Linked DNA regions of Mus musculus: regions 2, 3 and 4 are each linked to region 1. The links are chromatin contacts, called in public HiChIP or PLAC-seq and promoter capture Hi-C maps. All regions are on one chromosome and are shown on one strand. Each heading gives the region's core, a stretch centred on a gene start, on an enhancer-like site or on the middle of the called end of the contact. The rest is flanking DNA. Distances are from core to core; before and after follow the strand shown. Region 1 holds the start of Phactr4 (phosphatase and actin regulator 4). Region 2 holds the start of Tmem200b (transmembrane protein 200B). Region 3 holds the start of Smpdl3b (sphingomyelin phosphodiesterase, acid-like 3B). Region 4 holds the start of Oprd1 (opioid receptor, delta 1).

Region 1 (5,515 bases), core at 1,007-3,506:
AGAAAGCCCTAGGTTTGCTCTTTGGTTCAGCTTTCCTACCTAGGCTAATGGAATGGCTTTGGGCCAGTTACTTAACATTTTAGAGGCAAGGCCGCATCAGCTGTAAAGTGAGAACCAATACCTCACGTAATTGTGGTGAGGATTGTAATAGTTACACAATGTGTATTAATAAGATTTATACAACATATACAACTTTCAAAAATAACATGGACACCACTATCCTGTTTGAGTAAATAAGCCAGAATGTAGTGATCCTGCTAGAAATTCACAGCTTAAGAGGTAGGTGCGGTGGTGCCACCAAAATAATCTTACCACTTGGAAAGGCAAAGGCAGGTGGAAAGCCCAAGCCCAGAGTGACCCAATCTCAAGGAAATAAATAAATGCCTATTCCCAGTGACTGAAGAATAGCTGGGGCTAGAGGCACGTGCTGCACATGGTCAAAACCCTGGATTCTATTCCCAGCACAACAAAAAAACAGAAAAAAAAAAAATTGTGGGCTAGCAAAATGACTCAGATGGTAAAGGCTCTTGCCGTGCGTGCCTGGCCATCTGAGCTCTGTTCCAGGAACCCACATGAAAGTAGGAGAACCAACTCCACAGAGTTCTCTAAAGCCACCGCTGTACTGTCCCCACTTCCCACCCTCCCAGACACATTCAAGAAACTTTCTTTTTTTGAGACAAGGTCTCAATAGATCATGTCTACAATAGGTCTACATAGACCTAGCTGGTCTTGAATTCATGCTCCCCCTCCTGCCATAGCCGCAAGAGTATTGGGGTTACAGGGATGTGCCACTCCAACTAGGATAGACAACTGACAGCCTGTATTAAAGATCTACCACCTTGATACATTAACACAACCTAAGAGTCTCAAAGTCATTTCCATTATGAAATGTCAGAATAATGAAGGCTTTGCCTACATGTCTAGGGTGGAAATTTCGTCTCAAAACACCTTTCCTGACTCAAAGGAGTCCCAACTGTCTTCACTCAAGGAATTTGAAATACTAATCGATTTTTCAAAGGATCTCTACCTTGGCCTTTATAAAAGCTTTACCCCTATGCTAAGTCTCAAGATTCGTTCTTCGACGGAACATACAGTTACCACTATCTAACCAAACTGGATCAAATCCACACAATTCATCGGTGTCCAGTAAATACATATTTTATCGCCTTTTTTTTTTCAACCTTTTTTTTTTTAATGCTTTCTAGAATCTACTGGGTATCTAGGTTTTTCTACAAAGCAGGTGCTTTCAGTGAGCTGAGTTTTTCTTTGTGGAGTTGTTGTTTAAAAAAAGAGAAAGGGATGTATTCTGGAGAGTCGAGGAGCAGCGTGGGAAAATGAAGTGCCGAAGACTGCAGGCAATGAATGATGTCCTGGTAATCACTCTGCTCCAATTTTCAGGTTTCCGAGGCAATGATTCGCTTGAGTTCTTTGCGGCCGCCGCCGCACCCCCCCCCCCCCCCCACACACACACACACTCCACAATCACCCAACCCCTCCATCCCAGCTGCCACACGTATCGCAGCAAATTTCCACTCTTTCTCGGTTTCCGGGATTGAGGCTCCAAGTCTCACTTCTTTTTCTTAGACTCCATCCACTGGAGGAGAAAAGCGCCTTAGCGCCTTGAGTTTTGATCCCTAGCTACCGGAGGCTGACATTTAAGAAAGAAGTTGGACAATAACTTCCAGGTTTCCACTGAAACTATGCCAGACTCCTAAGTCTCTTCTCTGCTCAGCCAGGATGCAGAGGTCTGAGGGAGGTCACTTTTGAAAGATGGACTTTGACCCGATCCAGTTACAGTAACCAGATCCCCAGGGCGCAGTCCCCAGCAGGACGTGCGGGCTCCCCTGGAGACCGCGACTCCGTGCACTGCCACAAAAGGGGGAAAAGCGGCGCAGACAAAAGGGCCCCGCGGAGGCTGGGGGGCGGAGAGCGCGAGTGTGCGCCGGCCGGCCACAGGCGGGGACACCGCCGCGGGACCGTTGTGGGAGGGCCGAGGAGGGAGGAGGCTACCGCCCGCCACGCCCTGGCTGCACTGACCGCCGCGGGCGCCGTTAACCCCCCACCCAGGCTCGGCCCGCGACCCCTAGTCGAGCCGAGCCTGCCGCTGCTGCGCGCGCGCGGGAGGTGCTCACTTTCCCAAGTTTGGGGAACTTACCCAAGTCGCCGCTGCCTCCTCGGGTTCCCCAGCACTTTCTCCCGGAAATCCTACCTGGTCTCTGGCCGCCTGGCTCCAGCCAGAGCCTTCGGCCCCAGGGGAGGGGGGGCGGAGGGAGCGGGCCGGACAGTGAGGAGGGTAGGAAGTGCCGCCGCGGAGCCTCACGGGACTTGTAGTCCACTGCAGTGGCCAGCGGTGTGGCGAGCGGGACAAAATGGCGGGAACTGCCGGCCCTCCGCTGCGAGGCGCCTGACCCCTACTCTGCCGATCTGGGCATGCGCCGCCAGAGTCCGGTGCACTGCATATAAACGGATTTGGGCACCTTGCCCAGTTCTGAGCAAGGGGAAGGTCTCGGGACTTGGGAGGACACGTTCGGGAACAGACTCTCCCGGCGATGCCCAAGAAAGGATGTGTGTGTTGTGCTCTACAAAAGAAGTCCAGTTTGTTTCAAACTATTGATAACCAGTTTTAAGTGCAAAAAACTTACAAACAAGTTACCCGCGGTGTTTTGTGAAAGTACAGAACCCAGCCTATTAAGCGCAGACATTCTACACCCCCCCCCTCCCAACTAAATTTTTTTCCCACTAACGATTACCTAGTAGAAGCCACCATCTGTTTCTAAGTGGCACTCATTCCAACCTCCAGGGCTATATCACCCTCCAGACCCCCTTCTTGCCACTGCTGGAGGATCTTTTTAAATGCCAAACCCATGGGTTACACCCATCTTAGACGGAAAAGTATACATACGATACATACAGAGGGAAACATAGAAAAACTTATACCTTTCAAATACGCAATCTATAACATTAAAAATATCAATACGCCGGGCAGTGGTGGTGCATGCCTTTAATCCCAGCATTTGGGAGGCAGAGACAGGTGGATTTCTGAGTTCGAGGCCAGCCTGGTCTACAAAGTGAGTTCCAGGACAGCCAGGGCTATATAGAGAAACCCTGTCTCAAAAAACCAAAAAAAAAAAAAAAAAAAAAAAGCAATAAATTACAACCCAGTTGTGGTGTCACACACCAGTATTCCTAAATGCTCTGGAGACAAGGGTTGGATTATTGCTGAGTTCAAAATCAGTTTGATCTACAAAGTTCCAGGCCAAGCCAACCAGAATTACATAGTGAGACCCTGTCTCAAAACAAACAAACCCAACAAAAACCAATGCAGGCCAGCCAGCTGCTGTCTGGTAATATAATAATAACAACAGTGACAACGACGATGACAACAACAACAATAATAATAATGGCTGGAGAGATGGCTCAGTGGTTAAGAACTTGCTGTTCTTTAAAGGGGCTGAGTTCTGTTCCCAGCACTATATATCAGGTAGCTCACAACTCTAACTACAGCTCCAAGGGTTGTGAACCTCTGGCTATGTGAGCACTTGCACTCATGTGCACATACTGCATGCAAATACTCACCTACACACAACTGGAATTAATAAAAAATAAATATTTAAAAAGTAACAATGTAGGCTGGTGAGATGGCTCAGCGGTTAAGAGTGCAGACTGCTCTTCCAAAGGTCCTGAGTTCAAATCTCAGCAACTACATGATGGCTCACAACCATCTGTTTAGCTACAATGTACGCATATACAATAAATAAATAAATCTTAAAAAAAAAAAGAACAAAAAGGTAAATTCAAGTCATTTGCAGGTTCCTTTTCAGCTTCAAGGAGCTCTTTCATTAATTCTCAGTGAACTCTGCTTGCCCTTCTAAAATAGATAAAATAAGATGAAAAGACAAGTTCTAGAGCAGGATTAACATAGTTGCAAAGCATATAATCAACAAAAGACCAGTATGGAATATACAACAAAACTATCTCAGTTAAAAGATAACCTGGAGAGATGGCTCAGCAGTTAAGAGCACCGACTGCTCTTCCAGAGGTCCTGAGTTCAATTCTCAGCAAGCACATGGTGACTCACAACCATCTGTAATGGGGATCCAATGCCCTCTTCTGGTGTGTCTGAAGACAGCAACAGTGTACCCACATACATGAAATAAATAAATCTTTAAAAAAAAAAAAAAAAAAAAGATAACCCAGAGACTAGGGAAGTAACTCAGTGGTAGGATGCTTGCCTTGCACACAAGATGTTCAAGGTTTAAGTCATAGTATAAATAAATAAATAAATAAATAAATAAATAAATAAATAAATGGTGTGTGTGTGTGTGTGTGTGTGTGTGTGTGTGAATTTTCAATTATTCAGGATTTCTCTGTGTGTAGCTCTGGCTATCCTTGAACTCACTCTGTAGACCAGGCTGGCCTGGAACATAAAGATTCATCTGCCCCTGTCCTAAGTGCTGGGATGAAAGCCATGTGCCAACTCTGCCCAGTGACACTCTATTTTTTTTTTACAGAAGGCTTGAATACACTTTGTAGCAAGAAAGATAAACAGTTTACAAATAATACATGAAGGGTGCTAGATATATACAAATTAAAACCAAATAAGAAGATAACCTACTAGGAGAGACCAATATGGCTACAGCCAGGGCTGAAGAAATAAATGATCTGGGGCTTAAGAGTTCTTGCTGCTCTGGCAGACCTGGGTCCTAGCACCTACAAGGCAGTGACAACCTTCTTAAACTCTTGTTGTAGGAGATCTGATGCCCTCTTCTGGCATCCATGGGCACTGCATGCATATGGTACACACACACATAGGCAAAACATTCAAACACACATAATTAAAAAAATAAACCGGGCGTGGTGGCACACGCCTTTAATCCCAGCGCTCAGGAAGCAGAGGCAGGTGGATTCCTGAGTTCGAGGCCAGCCTGGTCTACAGAGTGAGTTCCAGGATCAGCAAGGACTACACAGAGAAACCCTGTCTCGAAAAACCAAAAAAAAAAAAAAAAAAAAAGTAAATCTTATTTTTAAAAGTACTTATGCCCTGAGTTGTCCAAGGAGAGAACCGAGGCCTCCACCCTCCATATTTTCCCTGTAGCCCACATGTACTCTCCAATCAATCAATCAATCAATCAATCAATGTACTTTTTTCCTCAATACTTCCTTGTTATATTGCTGTCTCTAAAACAACAAGTCATGAATGTTAGCGTGTACCTCAACATCATCTCACGAAATTGGAGGTGTGCAGGCTGGAGAAATGATGGCTTAGTGCGGTTAAGAGCACTGACTGCTGCTCTTCCAGAGATCCTGAGTTCAATTCCCAACAACCACATGGTGGCTCACAACTATCTGTAATGGGACCTGATGCCCTCTTCTGGTGTGTCTCAAGACAGCCACAGTGTACTCACATACACAAAATAAGTAAGTAACTCAGAAAGAAAGAGAGAGAGAGAGAGAGAGAGGGAGAGAGGGAGAGAAAGGGAAAGAGGGAGAGAGAGGGAGAAAGAGAAAGAGAGAG
Region 2 (5,515 bases), core at 2,009-4,508, 500 kb before region 1:
CAACTGCTCCCAGTCCGGCTCTACCATTCTGCTAGGATGGAGCAGGACCACACTCTGTCCTTTGGACAACTCTAAAGTCTTAGCTGACCGAGCTGATACACCTCTAGGTTAAAGTCACTAGGGACAGGGGTGTACAGAGCACACTGCCGCCAGCTGTCTCCTCTAGAGATGGCTCGGGCTGCACACGCCCTCCTGGTTTAAAGAGAAGATGAGGATTCCAGACCCTGCACATGGTAGGGCTGTGCCCGCTTGTCTTCTCGTTTTTTTTCCTGTGTGTGTGCGCGCGCGCGGGCGTGCACTCTTCTCCAGGATGGCCTGGGGTGACGGTGTCACATTTCTGGCTTCTACCCCCATCCATTCAGGCTCCTCCCAGTTCAGAAGGGAAAGCGGGTGTCTAGGTCACACAGAGGCCAGGGCAGAATCAAATCAGGTCCAGACTGCCTGGGGATTATCACTGTCACCACCCAGAGGCCTCTGGCCAGCCACACATCTGCAGAGACAGGATGAACCCCCACCCCCAGCCCCCAGCCTGGGAGGTCCCTCTGCAGGGGAGGCCTGTGGGAAGGGAGGCCTGCCTCCCCGTCCTGGTTTCCTATCTTCCTGCTTGTTACACTTTCTCTGAGCTCTCAGAGAGAACCAGAGCCAGGGTTCTACCTGGGAAAGGGACCTGTAGTCACCACCCCCCTCACAGCTCAGCCCAATGCCTGAGGCAGTAGTCAGAGGACAGGCAGGCTGATGTCGAGCACTTTGCTCCAGGTGTTCAACATGTGTGCGAGCATTTCAGCTCTGAGAACACACTGTGGTGCTATTTGTTCTTATAAAGATAGGGAAACTGAGCCCTGGTGAGCTTAGGTGTGCTCTCCTCTCCCACCCATCTCCTTCCTTCCTCCTCCCGGGCCCAGGGTGGAGGAGAGGAGGGGGGTGAAGGAAGTCATAGGCCTCACGTATATATGTCTCTCTAGCATGGAGGGCCAGCTAGGGCACACATTCCCTTGAGCACAAGGCTCTAGAAAGGAGCAAGTCAGAACCAGCCTTGGGCCTCAGACCTCAATGCCGGCCAGCAACCCCCCCCCCCCCCAAACAGGTCAATCCCCAAGAGCATTGTCAGCTCAGCTGTGTGCAGAGGGGGCACGGGAGGGAAGACCTGGCCCAGGGCTCTGGAGGAGCACGAGGTGCAAAGGGGAATCCGTGTTCCTGAGAGAAAAGCCAGAAACTGGATAAGCCTTGGGGGCCAGAGTTCAGAGGGACTGGGGACCTAGGCAGCTTCAGCCACACGGGCCAGGTGAGAAGGTCTGGAGCATGCTCAAACCACACCGGCTCTGAAACCATTCGGACAGCACCAGGGAGCCAAAGAGGGTTTTCAGCAAGGGGCAGATGCACATTTGGGACGGTGCTCTGTGACGTTTGCAGACCAGTTGGCAGGGACAGGCGGCGGGCAGACTGCAGGGACTTTAAGAGATGGAGTTGCCCGAAGAGGACAGTGGCTACAGGAAAGAACCGGCTGGTTCTAGATGAAGAGGAGAGCTGGGGCCTAAGTGTGCTCTGGAGGTGAGTGTGGACCTCGCCAGTGGAGGTTTGGGTTCTGGGACCGATCAGGAGTCCCAGGCAGCTGAGAGTGAAGCTTGTGCCCTGGGCTTGTGGTCTCAGTTGTGGGAGGGACACCCGGAAGACAGGGGATCCACACACCCGCCCGGGCGGCGGGCGAGTGAGTAGGAAGTCAACACAGGCAGATGCCTCAGGCGTCAGCCCTGGAGAGCAGAGGGAACGGGAGGGCTCAGCGTCTGTGGGGCAGGGGTGCCTTCTCCAGATCCACTTGGGAGGCTCTGCGGCCGGGGGATGCCGGTCTCCGGGGCCAGAGGGGCGAGGGCCGCGCGCGCAGCCGGCTCTCATTAGTACGGGCCGCGGGCTAATCAATCCCAGGCGGGGGCTCCCGGGCCGAGTCCGCATCATGGAAACTGGCCGCGCGCCCGGCGGAGCGAGCGGGGCCGTCGGCGGGGCCGGCCGGGCGCCTCTCCGTCGAGGGCGCGGGCGGAGGCGGGTCGCGGGGTCCGGGGCGGGGCTCAGCCATCCCGCGCCCTTCCTGCAGCCGGCCCGGGGCGCAGCGGGGGTGCAGGGGTCCGGGCCGGGTCTGCAGGGCCTCGGGCCGGGGTCGCTCCGTGCTAGGCCCGGGACGGGCGCCGCTGCCGCTTCTCTCCGGGACACCGGGGACCGAGACCGGACGCCCGGACCCCGCTGCCCGCGGCCTCCCGGCGCCGGGACCAGGGCACAAGGCCTCCTGGAGCGGCTCCAGCGTGCGGCCCCGACCCCGGGGCGGTGCTGTTCTGGCCCGGACGCGGCCCACGGAGGCCTCGGGCGGAGGAGGCTGGAAAAGAGGCCAGGCGGCGGGAAAGGGGGATGATTCATCCCCGGGAGCCCGAATCGGAAACACCGCAATCTGGGAACAGCCTTGCCTGGGCCGGCGAGCGATCCAGGAGGAGAGTCCGTCCGGCGAGGACCTGCGTCCAGCACTGGCAGTCCCCTGCCTCCAGCCCCGGCTCTAGCCCGGCCGTGGGGGGAGGGGGAGGCCTCTTCTGGAGGAGTGGAGAAGAATCCTGGACAAAGTCCGCCGTTGCCTCCTCTGCTCTGACTGGCTGGTCTCGGCCAGAGCGGTTTTTCCCAGAGTCTAGCTCAAGTCTCTCCTGCTGCAGCTCCAGTGCCGGCTGAGGAAGTCTGCAAGGAGGGGGCGAGCAAGGAGAAGCCGGAGTCAGAGACACCTCCGCCGGCCCTCGCTGCGGTATGTAAAGCGCAGTAAGGGGGAGGTGGGGCGCGCGCGCGCGAGCCCCGCAGCCCCGGGCGATCCGAGTACCCCCTCCCCTGGTTACTTCGGGGCGGCCACGTGCGGGGGGTGGGGTCGAGCTCGGGAGGTACTTACCCCGGCCGCGATCGCAAGGGGGGCCCGCGCGGGTGGGCGGGCGGGCGGGCGAGCAGAGCGCGCGCAGGCTGCAGGAGCCCCGCAGCCCCGGCTGCACCCGAGCCCCGCAGCCCCCTCCCTGCGCACCGCCCGCGGGCCCGGCCAACGCTGGCTCCCAGCTCCGCTGCGGAAAACCCGAGCGGGGGCGGCTCCCTGCCTTGCGGCCCCGGGAAAATCCGGGGGTGGCCGCCAGGGATCTCCAAGCGGCCGGCCGAGGCGGCCCCGCGCATCCCTCCCCCGGAGCCCGGCCCGTCGGGTCAGTGTCTGCCTCTCTGCTCTTCCCCGCAGAGCGCCCGGACGACCGCGCGATGACGGCCGGGAGCCCCGGAGACGGCGGCGCGCGCAGGAGCCCCGAGGGCCGCGTTTCGCGCCTGGGCCGCCGCTTGGGCCGGCGGAGGCGGCCGCGCTCCCCGCCAGAGCCGCTGCGGGTGCGGGCTCGGCTGCGGCTGCGTTCGCCGTCGGGGGCGTTCGCGGCGCTGGGCGCGCTCGTGGTGCTGGTGGGCATGGGCATCGCCGTGGCCGGCTACTGGCCCGGCCGCGCCTCCCACACCCACGCCCCGAGGACCGGCCGCGCGCACGGGCCGCACGAGCGCCTGCGGCTGCTGGGACCGGTAATCATGGGCGTCGGCCTGTTCGTGTTCATCTGTGCCAACACATTGCTCTACGAGAACCGCGACCTGGAGACCCGGCGTCTCCGCCGGGGCATGCTGAGGGCTCAGGCGCTGCGGCCGCCCGACGGCCCAGGCTGGGACGCGCTGCTGCCCAGTCCCGCGCATGGGTCCCCGGGCGCCGTCGCGGAACCCGAAACTTGGGACCTGGCCCCGAGGAGGGGCCCCTCGCCCGTCCCGTCGGTGCGCAGCCTGCGCTCTGAACCTGCCAACCCTCGATCGGGGCTGCCTGCCCTGCTCCACAGCTACCCGTTGAAGGGCCCGGGGCTGCCACCACCCTGGGGTCCTCGGACTCAGACTGGACACGTGATCATCACGGTGCAGCCCTCTGGTTCCTGCATCGAGCACTCCAAGTCTCTGGACCTGGGCCTAGGGGAGCTTCTTCTGGGGGCGCCAGCAACTCGGGACTGTGCCCACCGAAGCTGGCCACGGCTGGACCGACTCAGTTTGGGGGGCTATGCCAAATTAGGCGGAGATTTGGGGGCCCGGGTCTGAGGTTCAAGGTATAACCTGCTGTGAGGCTACCAGTGTGGACCATGGGACTGGGACACCAGAAGTCCAGTGCCCAATAGCTGCTCCAGTCACCTCCGAGGCTAGGATGGATATTGTGGTGGCAGCAGCCGCCAAGGCTGCTGACCTGCATGTGTAGCAGTGCCAGCTGCACCGAACGAGCTCCAGGGGCATGTGTTAATGTGGACACCAGCATGATTCAGCCTCAGGAATTTCTTCAGCCCATGTGGCCTTAGCCCAGGACCGGCACCTGAAGGGCTGCAGGGTAGGCCAAGAGCACCGTGAGATGCACAGGGTTCCTTGGCAAACAACAGTGGTAGGTTGGGATGTCCCAGGCTGGGACAGGCTCCGTCTAAGTTGGTAGTCCTGGTGGAAATGGGACCACCGGGGGAAGGTGGGCGATGAGGTGGAATGAGACCCTCTGCAGCTGTCTGGGGCAGTGACCGCAACTCTAACTGCCACCACCTCAGGTCTGTTCTTCCTTCAGTCAAGTGGCTCTGTCCCGGCAGGGCTAACTACTGCCAAAGCCCTGACCCTGGGATCGGACTGCTCCCCTGGAGACAGGTCGGTCTGACCTGTGTGCAAAGCCTCCCCCAGCTGGCAGAGGCACCCTCCAGTTCTCAGCACTTCCTTCCCACTGCACCCTAGCCCAGTGTGGGTAGCTCACTGCACTCGGCGGCGGCGGCAGCTTCCCTTCCCAGGTATTAAATTAATTTTCCCATGCTTTTGTTAGAAGAGAACTTTAAAAGTGGATCAATCCTCACAGTCAGGCTTTTTTTTTTTTTTTTAAAGTTTATTGAAAAATGCCATACAAGAAGCAAGACCAAACACCTAAACACTACAGCCACATCTGTCACTACGAAAGGCGCAGACAGCAGGCCCAGTTACTGCCTATCTCACCTAGGGGGTTTTCGGTTGGACTCTGCCGGCATAGTTCCTATTTTGTCAAATGTAAACAACTACTTGATACGATTCATAATTTTTAAAAAATTTACAAAGCTCCTTCATTTTTGTCATGAAAATAATATATCTGAGAGAGATTTGTAAAAACAACCAGCCTAGGGCTGATATTTCCCATGAGCGAGCACTGGGGGTGCTGGCTAGGCCATAGCTACAGCTCCATTTCTCAGAATGGGCCAGGGCCCTCAGACCCCAGAATACATCCCCGGAATACATTGCTGGCCTGGGGGGAAGGGCCCCCGGAGTCAGCCTCCTTGGGAATATAGGGCTTGATTGTGGGTGGGTGGCAGAGATCTCATGTGGTTTGAAGGAAATCTACTTCTGAAGTAAAAATAAAACTGCAGTTGGGACTGTTACTGTGGTGTGCCTGAGTCACTTTGGGGAAAGTCCTGCCAAGTCTCTGACCCTGGAGATGGGACTCCCCTCC
Region 3 (5,515 bases), core at 1,335-3,834, 330 kb after region 1:
GGTTGCTGGGAATTAAACTCAGGACCTTCGGAAGAGCAGTTAGTACTCTTAATCACTAAGCCATCTCTCCAGCCCTGGAATTCCTTTTTTTTTTTTTTTAAGATTTATTTATTATTATATCTAAGTACACTGTAGCTGAGTCCAGATGCACCAGAAGAGGGCATCAGATCTCATTACGGATGGTTGTGAGGCACCATGTGGTTGCTGGGATTTGAACTCAGGACCATCAGAAGAGCAGTCAGTGCTCTTAACTACTGAGCCATCTCTCCAGCACTGAAATTCTCTTTTAAATCTACTTTCTGTTTTAAAGTTATACATGTGTGTATTCCAGCCAATGTGAAGAAAATAGAAGATAGTCTTAAAAAAAAAAATTCAGTCCACAGTTCCAGGGAAAGCGCGGAAGGGCATTTGGCTTACAGCAAATAAGCAACGTTCGCCCTGACTACGGGGTTGCAGACAGGCGTTGTGTCCCTCAAGCTTCTTGTGAAATGAATATGGTGGTAACAGTACCCAGTCTCCTGGGAACATCCAGGTGTGGTGTGGGCCGGTGGTGCTGGCTACTAAGGAGGTTCTTGGAGGCTCACTTGAGCTCAGAGGTTCAAGGTAAACCTGAGCAACACAGGGAGCTCCCTGAGATTCAATAACCTGCACAGCCAGGTGGCCCAGCAGTGAAGGAACTGCCACCAAGTCTGATGACCTGAGTTTCATCCCTAGGACCCATGAGTCACGCACGAGGTGGAAGGAGAGAACTATCTCCTCCAAGCAAGTTCTCCTCTGATCTCCGCACAGTGTGTGTGTAGGCATGATATATATGTGTGTGTGTGTGTGTGTGTGTGTGTGTGTGTATATATATATGATCAAGACTTTTATTTTTTTCATTTTCAAATAAGTTTTAAAGAGACAGTTTTCCAAGAACCTAATGCCAAGTCTAGGGTCACTGAAAGTGCTCAACAATTGTTAATTGCCTCTGGCCTTCCTTAGTGGGCTACTCCGGCAAAGTGCCGGATTATACACGGAGCACAGCTGGACAGCCTGCTTCAGGCCAGACTCAGCAGCTGTGTAACCCTGGGCTAGTTACTCTCTCAAGGTCAGTTTTTCTGGGTAAAACGGACATTAAAGATACTTCACAAGCTAAGCTGTTGCGATGATATTATGTAAAATATATCATGTGCACAGGGGTTGGAGAGATAGCTCAGTGGTTAAGTGCACTGGCTGCTTTCACAGAGGACCCAGGTTCAATTCCCCAGCACCAACAACTGTCTTTAACTCCAGACCCAGAGAATCTGATGGCCTCTTCTGGCCTCCATGGGGCAGCAGGCACACATGTGCATACATGCAGGCAAAACACTCACACAGGTAAAAACAATAAACTTTCTTAGGCAGTGGCTTACAGATCTTCTGGACTACATCTACCTCCTATTTCTGAGTTGTAATTCAAAAAGCAAGTGTAACTTTTGACTGGTGTGATAGCGCAAATCTTCAATCCCAACACTTGAGAGACAGAAGCTAGTGGATCTTTGAGTACAAAGCCAGATTGATCTACATTGTAAGTTCTAGGCTAGCCAGGGCTACACAGTTAGACCATTATCTCAAGGGAAAAAAAAAAACCCCTTCAAGGTCACCTTGGAATACTATGCCTTTAAAAATCAAAAACAAAACCTGGATTACTGTGATTATCGTGTCATCCCAGCTGAGGGAATGTTTCTTCCTTTAAGTCCTGATTTTTTTTTTTCCTGGTTTCTTTCTGTCTTCCTGGTTCCTACACTCATCCAGGGTACAGAGATGGGCTTCTAACTAATGCTTTTGTGTTTATGTTTGTTTGAGGTTTGGTTTTGTTTTCTTTTACATTTATCTATTGGGTGGACAGACACCACAGAAGACAAATTGCAGAAATAAGATTTTCTCCTTCCACCGTATGGGTTTGGGGAACTGGACCTCTCGGTGGCAATGTTTTGTGTTTCTTTTCTGGAGTCCCAGAGATGGAACGCGCTCATTTGAACAACCACTGTACCTCAGAGCCTTCTATCTGAGTGTCCTGATTGAGTTCGCGAATCTTCCCGACCACCGGCTCCCTCTCAGTGTCTAGCTTTCATGTACTAGATCCTTGTCCCCCTGGCAAAGTCTGTGTCCTGCCCCTGGCACTTAAAATCCTCTTGAGCACTTTTTGGTTTGGTTTTGCTTTTGGAACAATGTTTCATGCATCCTAGACTGCCGTTGAACTCTGTCTCCCAACTGAGCTACACACACAAACAGCCTTGATGGCTAAGTCTCTGCGCTTCAACCTCTAATCTACTTTCCTTTTAAAGCCACGATCTGTGAACGGTTCCCGGCAGCACAGACCCCAGCCCCAGTTCCTAGAACGAAACAAAAATCAAGCAGGTTTCCCCCGCAGCCCTACCTAGTTGAGCCCCTGCGACTCCCCAGGGGGCCAGGAATATCAGCCACCCGAGCAGCGTCATCCTCTGGATCCCCCCACGGCGGGCGGCCGAAGCTCCTCCAAGTCCGTCTGCGCCGCGGGTTCCCACCTTGTGGCCAGCCACGTGTCTGGGCAGAACTACTCGTTTGGCTGCTTCCAGTGTTCCAAGTTATCCTTGGCGGATGGCTGCTCTTGCTTTTCCCTCTCTTGCCCAGCAGGGCGTGCGCTTGATTGGAGGAGGGACGCACCAGTGAGCGCTGGAATAGCTTGTAGGTCTCTGTGGAAACCGCATCTGTGTTGCAAGGTGCTGTGTTGGAGTTCCCCGACTTTTCGAAAGAAATTCATAAGTACTTAGGAGCAAAATGATAGGATCTTCGAGGTACGCTTTAAAGTTTTCTAGTCGAATTGAAGGCATTTCGGTTCAGTCAGCCTCCAGAAAATGCAGGAAGCACCATCGACTTACTGTCTTCTCCTTGCAGAGCTGCAACACGGATGGATGAATGAATTAGCTACCTGTGGCAACCAAAGAGCCTTAAAAGCTAGCCTTAAAACCAGATGTGCAAGCCCTCTCTCAAGGATAGCCCTGGCACTCTTGAGGCAGGAGGATTAGGAGTTCAAGGCCATCCTAGGCTACTTTGATGACTTTGGGGCCAGTCTGGGCTACCTGAAACGATATTACAAACAAACAACAAACAGAGTTATTTGCTGATCGTGCCAGGAGATGAGGACTACTAGAAACTGGGCAAAAGGGAGATAAGATGGTGTTGTCCCCCTGAACATGCCTTGAGAGCCTGAGGGCTGAATCACTCCTTAGCAAGTTACCTAACCTGAGAAGACAGAGAGAGCTGTGACTCAAGTCTGAGGAAGGCGATGAGAGGTTTCTGGAAGGAGATGACATAAACTTACTCCCTTTGTTTTGATTTTTTTTTTCCCTTGCAGTTAGGGATGGTTTGGGCTTTGTCTTTTTGTGGTTTATTTATTTCTATTTGTTCTTTTTGTTTTTTTGCTCCTGTTGTTGTCCGTACAGGGATGAAACCCAGATCTTCACTCAAGCAAGGCAAACTGTCTAGCTCACCGCCACACTCCCACGCCTAACCAGCTTGAACTTGATGAACACAGGAGAAAACAGGTTGTGTGGGAGGTGGGAGAGGAGCGTTAGTGAGGCAGGAGGAAGAGTGGAGGGGGAAGAGTTTTGCAAAGAGTGATGGGGGCTTCTGAGGCTCTGAAGCAGGCAGGAGCCAGGCTGTGCTTAGATGTTTGAGCTGGGAGCTTTGGGAAGCCAAGAAGAGGATCAGAGGCAAAGTTGAGGCTGGAGAGATGGCTCAGCAGTTAAGAACACTGGCTGCTCTTGCAGAGGACTCAGGTTTGGTTTCCATCAACTACATAGAGGGTAAAGGCGGTCTTTAACTCCAGTTCCAGGGCATTCAGTGCCACTACACACACAGTGCCATAGTGCATGCATATATATATATATTATATATGCATGCATATATATGTGTGTGTGTATGTATATATATGCATATATATATATGGAAAATACTCATATATATAAAACATGATTTTTTTCTTTTCTTCTTCTTTTCCTTTTTTAAAGACAGGGTTTCTCTGTAGCAGGGTGACTGTCCTGAAACTCGATCCATAGACCAGGCTGGCCTGGAAATCACAGAGATCTGCCTGCCTTTGCCTCCTGAGTACCCTGAGTGCTGGGATTGCCTCCTGTGCACCATCACGCCCAGCCTAAATAAATCTTTTTTTTTTAATTTATTTTTATTTTATGTGCATTGGTGTTTTGCCTGAATGTATGTCTGTGTGAGGGTGGCTGATCCTCTGGAACAGGGGTTACCAACAGTTGTGAGCTGCTGTTTGGATGCTGTGAATTGAACCTGGGTCCTTTGGATGAGTACCCAGGGCTCTTAACAACCGTGGAGCCATCTCTCCAGCATCCCCTCCTCCTCCTTCTCCTCCTCCTCCTCCTTCTCCTTCTTTCTTCTTATTTATTTATTTTATTTTATTTTATTTTTTATATGTAAGTACATTGTAGCTGTCTTCAGACACTCCAGAAGAGGGAGTCAGATCTCGTTACGGATGGTTGTGAGCCACCATATGGTTGCTGGGATTTGAACGCTGGACCTTCGGAAGAGCAGTCGGGTGCTCTAACCCACTGAGCCATCTCACCAGCCCCTTCTTATTTATTTATTTATTTATTTCTCCAGACACACCAGAAGAGGGCATTGGATCCCATTACAGATGGTTGTGAGCCACCATGTGGTTGCTGGGAATTGAACTCAGGACCTTTGAAAGAGCAGTCAGTGCTCTTAACCACTGAGCCATCTCTCCAGCCCAATAAATCTTAAAAAAGAGAAGAAAAAACAGACAGCCCAATTTGCATCTCCGAAGGATGAACACGGGAAGAAAAGGGCACGGTGTCTGAGGTACAGAAGTTGTCTTGGCCCATTTTCTGTTACTTTAACATAAGACCTGGGACTGGATAGTTGTAAAGAGCAGAAATGTATTGGTTCCCATTCCTGGAATCTCGGAAATCTATGTTCAGGGTGCTCATGTGTTGTGGGGTGTCTGCAGGTATTACTATGGCACAGAACCAAACCTTAAAGGTACCAAACCTCGGTACAGTCAGATTTGGTCAATGAGACTGCATCGCAACTGCTAGAGGTTCTGATCCTACGGTTTGATTTCTTACACATTTAAACATCATAAAACTTTGGGAGGAAAAAAACCCTCTCCACATGACAGTTCTCACAACAAAGTTTCGGGGTGGCTGTGTCAAAACTCCCTTGTAAAATAACCCCCCTGGAGCAAAGTACCTGAGACCTTTATCATAAGAGTGAGTTCTGCCTGCCGGGTGGTAGCGCATGCCTTTAATCCCAGCACTCGGGAGGCAGAGGAGGCGGATTTCTGAGTTCGAGGCCAGCCTGGTCTACAGAGTGAGTTCCAGGACAGCCAGGGCTACACAGAGAAACCCTGTCTCAAAAAACATAATAAACAAATAAATGTATATATGAAGCCGGGGGGTGGTGGCACATGCCTTTAATCCCAGCACTTGGGAGGCAGAGGCAGGTGGATTTCTGAGTTCGAGGTCAG
Region 4 (5,515 bases), core at 1,440-3,939, 280 kb before region 1:
CTGCTCTGGATTCCACAGCCCTAGGAAGTTGCATTTGATCCTAGAGTCACAACTAACCTTGGGTCCCTAGAGCATGGCTGTTAGGGGCCAGAGGCCACGGGAGGCTTGTGCTCAGAGTCTGGGCGTTAAGGGCTCTCATGCCCAGTGTGGTGGAACACACCTTTAATTTCAGTAGGGGGCGAGGCATGTGGATCTCTATCAGGTGACTTCAAGGCCAGCCTGGTTCTACATCGTGAACACAGTCAAGGCTGTGCCAAAAAAAAAAAGAGAAAGAAACCTGAGGCTGGACAGGTGTGTCGATGATTAACAGCAATTAGTATTGTTATATTTGTTGACTGACAAAACGTGTGCCCTTGCAGGACCAGAGACAGGGCCCACTGTGGAAACTACAGACAACAGGGCCCCAGCTACCCACGCCGCACACCTGCAGCAGCTGCAGCTGTACTGGTTAATCCGGACCCCCAACACACACCAAAGGCCTAGGACGCTTCCCAGTGCCTGCTATTAGGCCATTACCTGCATGCCTCCGTTTAATCTTCCCAACAGACTATTGTGGGGCTTTTGGGGGGAGGTGGGTAATGGGGCTTGGGGAAGTTTGGTTTCTCTGTGTAGCCTTGGTTGTCCTGGAACTCACTCTATAGACCAGGCTGGTCTTGAACTACTCACAGAGATCTGCTTGCCTTTGCCTCCCGAGTGCTGGGATTAAAGGCGTGCACCACCACTGCCTGGCCCCAACAGGCTATTCTAAATCACCGTATATTTTCAAATGAGATAAATGAGGCTTGGGGAAGGTGAGCTGTTTGGCCAAAGCCACATTGTTACAACATGTTGAAGTTGGGATAGAAACAGGGTACCACCTGGCCCACAGCCATGACCTTTACCTCTGCACTCCATCATCTTTATGGAATGTCTTCTGGATGAGAGTCCAGGATCTGAACCCCTAATCTGAGCAAGAGAGGGGACAGAGGCAAGAGACACATGCTGTCTAAACAAGACAGGGTCTTAGTGCTCCCAAATCTCAAAACTCATCTCAGCAGCCCCTGGCGCCTTGGCAGCAAACAGAGAGGAAAGCAAAACCTCTCGTTTGCTTATTGCATATTGTGGAGCCTGCTATGAGCCCTTACCTCGGTCTGGGGTCTGCAGGGGGTGCTTCACTTACATCAGTGCGCCCACAGGTACAGATGGGTTGGAGACATTTTGCTTTGTTAATTTAGGCAGTTCTCAGCCTTGCCTGTCTGGAGGCAAGTACCCTGCCATTTAGCTATACCCCAAGCCCATTATCCTAGTCTGGCCTCAAATTCTCTATGTAACCAAAGCATGACTTTGAACTTCTGAGCCTTCTGCTTCAACACCCCCCAGGACTGGGATTACAGCCGTGGGACCACCATGTCCAGTGTGTAGTGTGCTGGGGACTGAACACTACAAACTAATGTAAGGATTCACACATGCTGCAGAAGCTATCAATTAAGCGTACAGTCTGTGGCCCCTAAAGCCCTTACTAATAATCTCTCTCTCTCTCTCTCTCTCTCTCTCTCTCTCTCTCTCTCTCTCTCCCTCCCTCCCTCCCTCCCTCCCTCCCTCTCTCTCTTCTCTAGCTGGCCTTAAGTTCATTCTGTAGCCCAGGCCTCAAGGAGGATAAATCTGCCCTGAATCATATCCCGAGTTCCTGACCACATGGCCACTGGGGAAGGGAAGAGAGAACCCCATGGCCAGTTCACAGGAACTACGGGGCTCTCCATCAGAGAACACGCAGCACAAAGACTGGTGTTCAAAGTCATCCCGGGTGCCTCCATCACCTATGACCTAGAGGTTTGACAAGAAACAATGCAAATACACTCTCAGTCTCATACAGAATTACAAACTGATGGCTTGGGACAAGCACACACACAGCAACCACAGAAGACCGACTACTAAATGTGACTTGGGGCGTGTCCCCACAGCCCGGAGCAGACAGTCTGTCCCTGTTGTATGCTCCAAAGACCTAAGGTATTTTGTAGAGCACCTCAGCTCACCCTTGCAAGGTTTCAGAGGATCGAACACACACGCTACCGTCAAACTGCCCAATCACAAACTGCGTGCGCGGCAGACACACAAAGTGTTGCCAAACTGTCCCACCTCCATGATGCAGAAGCAAAGAGATGTCAAGGATGATTAAGTGTTATGTAGTTAGGCTAGTGCAAGCACACACACACACACACACACACACACACACACACGCCTTGTCCTCATAATCTCAGAGGACCTGGCCTCTGTGCAGGACATTCAGGAACCCGGGGAGTCAGGGTTGGGTATCCTGGTCTACAAAGAGTAGAGTCCACTCTGACCCTGGGACCAAACCCCGCGACGCCCTCGGCTGACTCACCGGACGATGCCAAACATGACGAGCACGTTGCCCAGAAGCCCCACTGCGCACACAGCCGAGTAGAGCGCGGTGATGGCGATGGCTAGGGCGAGGGACGAGGCACTACGGGCTCCCGGCGACCCCGACGCATTGGCGCCCGCGCTGGGGAAGGCGCTGGGAAAGGCGTCCGAGAGGTTGACGAGGGGCGAGGACTGCAGCTCCGCACGGGCAGAGGGCACCAGCTCCATGGCGCCGCCGTGTCCGTCTCCACCGTGCGCCCTGGGCGCAGGGACCCAGCGAGTGGCGCGCGGAAAACGGAGGCCACGGCCCCGACGCCGCAGGCTGCAGCGCTCGCTCCCGCCTCCTCCGCCCGGTCGACCGCCCGCAGTGCTCGCCCAAGCCCGGGGAGCCCCGAGCCGCCGCGCGCACCACGTGGTCCGGAGGCGGCCGCCAGTCTGCGCCCGCGATCGGGGGCGGGCGCTGCACCACCGGGCTCCGAGCTGGGCCAGAGAGGCCTCGCGCGCGCTCCCTGCCTGGGCTCCGCTGACTCCAGGTGCCCCCAGCCCGGCCCAGCCTCCCGCCCCACCCCCGTGCCACTTCGGAGTCAGAAGAACCTGGATGCGAATCCCGCCTCCCGCCTCTTCACGGACGATGGGAGTAACCTTGAGCGAGCCGCTTAAGCACTCTCAAGTTCATTCTCTGTGACTGCACGATGAAGAAAATCTCCTGCCGCCTTCAGAGGGTTTTGGGGAGATGAAGACAACGGAGTAAAGAACTCAGATTTCCACCACCACCACCACCACCACCACCACCACCACCACCACCCCCGTGTACTGTGTGCGCTCTGCTCCTTGCCGTGTCTTCTAGAACTGCCAAGTGATTCCTGACCAAGAAACAAAAACAAAACCGTCCAGTTCCCCCAAAGGCTCCGGATGAAAACTAGTAATATGATCAGCTACAACCTCAAGGGGAGACACTGGAAATAAGCCCACCTGGGTCTGTACAGCTTGGCACCGGACATGGCAGACATAAGCCGCAATCAAGGTCACTAACCATCTCACTACATCAAGCTGAAAAAGGTCACACCTATCTGGACAGATGTGTGTATGTTATTAGAGACACAACTTTCCTGTCTGGCTCATTGCTCTGAGCTAGCAGGCTGCTTGAGCGATAAATAAAACCACAAACATCCGTTATCAGCCACACTTTCCTGCGCCCAGTTCACTAGCTCCACATTCACTCTGAGGGCGCCTAACAGAAGAGCCAGGTACATCGGTGTGCATAATCAAAGGCCCGGCTCCCAAGAGCTTACAGCTCAGACCGGAAGAGATGCATCGATTCTAAAAAAACACAATGAAGTCCTATTCAAGGAATGTCGGGGCAGGGTAGGGTCAGGAGAATATTCCTAAAAGAAATGACACTTAAGGTGTTGTGTGGATTTAGAGGTGGGGGAGACTAATTTAGGGAAGAAATAGGAAGAGCCTTCTAGAAAAAAGAAAAACATATATAAAGGTCCTACAAGTCAAAAAGACTGAAGACAGCCAGGGTCACAGCAGGGAGCTCCGTGGTGTTTGTGTTGGATTGGTTTGTTTCCCTCCTCCTCGACTAAGCATACCTGGGAAGAGGGAATCTTAACTGAGAAAATGCCCCTTAAGATGTACCGATAGGGGCTGGTGAGATGGCTCAGTGGGTAAGAGCACCCGACTGCTCTTCTGAAGGTCCAGAGTTCAAATCCCAGCAACCACATGGTGGCTCACAACCATCTGTAACAAGATCCGACGCCCTCTTCTGGAGTGTCTGAAGACAGCTACAGTGTACTTACATATAATAAATAAGTAAATCTTTAAAAAAAAAAATGTACCGATAGGCAAGTCTGTGCGCCATTTTCTTGATGGATGATTGATGGGCGGTTCCACCCCTAGGCAGATGATCCTGGGTTGTGTAAAAAAAGCAAGTTGAGCAGACCTGTGAGCAGTGTTCCTCCATGGCTTCTGCTGCAGTTCTTCCTGGAGTTCCTTAGAGGACAGGCTGTGATGTGGAAGTGTAAGCCAAAGAAACTCTTTCCTCCCTAGTTGCTTTTGATCCTGTTTTTCTAATCACAGCAATAGAATCCCTAACTAAGACAAGCAACTTAAGTAGGGCTGGAGAGATGGCTCAGTGGCTAAGAGTACTTGGTGCTCTTGCAAAGGCCGGGAGTTCAGCTCCCAGCACTCATATGGTGGGTGATTCACAACCGTCTGTGCTCTGGTTCTAGGGGCTCTGATGCCCTCTTCTGGCCTCCATGAACACTGCATACACACAGTACAAAGACATTCAAGCAGGTAAACACACATAAAATAAAAATTTAACAACAGCGGGGCATGGCGGCATAAACCTTTAACCCTAGCACTCGGGAGACAGAGACAAGTGGAGCTCTGTGAGTTCAAAGCCAGCCCAGTCTACATAACCAGTTCCAATCCAGCCAGGCCTGCATAGTGAGACCTTGTCTTATAATAATAATAATAATAATAATAATAATAATAATAATAATAATAATAATAATAAACGTAATTAAAAACCAAGGCCACCTTATGGACCAGTTGTGCTGTTAGAATAGCAGATGAAGGGAGGTTGTATGGCTGGCTCTCTCTTCCTATACTCATTCTCCAGCCAAGATCCTGAGCCATCCTTTTCTTTAAGGTCCCCAGCTGTTCCAGAACGTTCTCTCTATCAAGCTGTTGCATGCCTGGGAAGTCTTTGTCTGGTCAGATAGAGAGGGCAAGGATCGAAGAATAAAATCTATCCTAGTCTGATTTGGTTATTGCTTTACTTACAGGGGCAGGGTTACCTACTGGGGTGTGAAAGTCTAAGGTGGTTTCATCACCAAAAAGCCCCACCAACTCATGGATGACAGTTTAGGGGGAAATCCCAGGCAGAACTTGCAGGGATCTCCAACACTGAAAAGTCTCCTCTCCCCAGCAACTTTCTGCTATTCCTGTGACCTGAACCAAGAAGCTCAGAGCCTGTAGTGAGTTTGCTGAGCGTCCTAATGTTTGATTTCTTGTGAGTTCATGAGCCTTCCCACTCAACACCTCCAAGGGTCGGGTTTTTTTGGGGGGGGGTGTTTTTTGTTTTTCTTTCCTTTTTTAAAAAATATTTATTTATTTCATGTATGTTGGTACACTGTAGCTGTTT

The links. Promoter capture Hi-C pulls out the DNA fragments that hold promoters and counts their contacts. HiChIP or PLAC-seq counts read pairs in DNA pulled down with a chosen protein or histone mark.
Region 2: a contact with region 1 is called in a FOXA1 HiChIP or PLAC-seq map of pancreatic cancer cells. The contact joins the promoter of Tmem200b here to the promoter of Phactr4 in region 1. A contact is called at or near these places in 2 of 115 datasets of contacts at active chromatin or transcription factors (pancreatic cancer cells and pro-B cells).
Region 3: a contact with region 1 is called in a promoter capture Hi-C map of neural stem cells. The contact joins the promoter of Smpdl3b here to the promoter of Phactr4 in region 1. A contact is called at or near these places in 6 of 39 promoter capture datasets (the C10 cell line, cranial neural crest, frontonasal cranial neural crest and 3 more).
Region 4: a contact with region 1 is called in an H3K4me3 HiChIP or PLAC-seq map of embryonic stem cells, with 7 times the contacts expected there. The contact joins the promoter of Oprd1 here to the promoter of Phactr4 in region 1. A contact is called at or near these places in 2 of 115 datasets of contacts at active chromatin or transcription factors (embryonic stem cells and pancreatic cancer cells).

Annotation. Positions count from the first base shown.
Region 1 is chr4:132,420,190-132,425,704 of GRCm38.p6, forward strand. Phactr4 (phosphatase and actin regulator 4) reads right to left here and starts at 2,257. Exons shown (of 13, transcript NM_001161797.1): 1 at 2,156-2,257.
Region 2 is chr4:131,918,513-131,924,027 of GRCm38.p6, forward strand. It overlaps Tmem200b (transmembrane protein 200B), which reads left to right and starts at 3,259. Exons shown (of 1, transcript NM_001201367.1): 1 at 3,259-4,628. The coding sequence starts at 3,259. The coding sequence ends at 4,113. Epb41 (erythrocyte membrane protein band 4.1) reads right to left here. Exons shown (of 21, transcript NM_183428.3): 21 at 4,917-5,515. It overlaps Gm12992 (predicted gene 12992), which reads right to left and starts at 1,517. Exons shown (of 5, transcript NR_102393.1): 1 at 1,256-1,517.
Region 3 is chr4:132,754,587-132,760,101 of GRCm38.p6, forward strand. It overlaps Smpdl3b (sphingomyelin phosphodiesterase, acid-like 3B), which reads right to left and starts at 2,585. Exons shown (of 8, transcript NM_133888.2): 1 at 2,399-2,585. The coding sequence starts at 2,459.
Region 4 is chr4:132,141,797-132,147,311 of GRCm38.p6, forward strand. It overlaps Oprd1 (opioid receptor, delta 1), which reads right to left and starts at 2,690. Exons shown (of 3, transcript NM_013622.3): 1 at 2,363-2,690. The coding sequence starts at 2,589.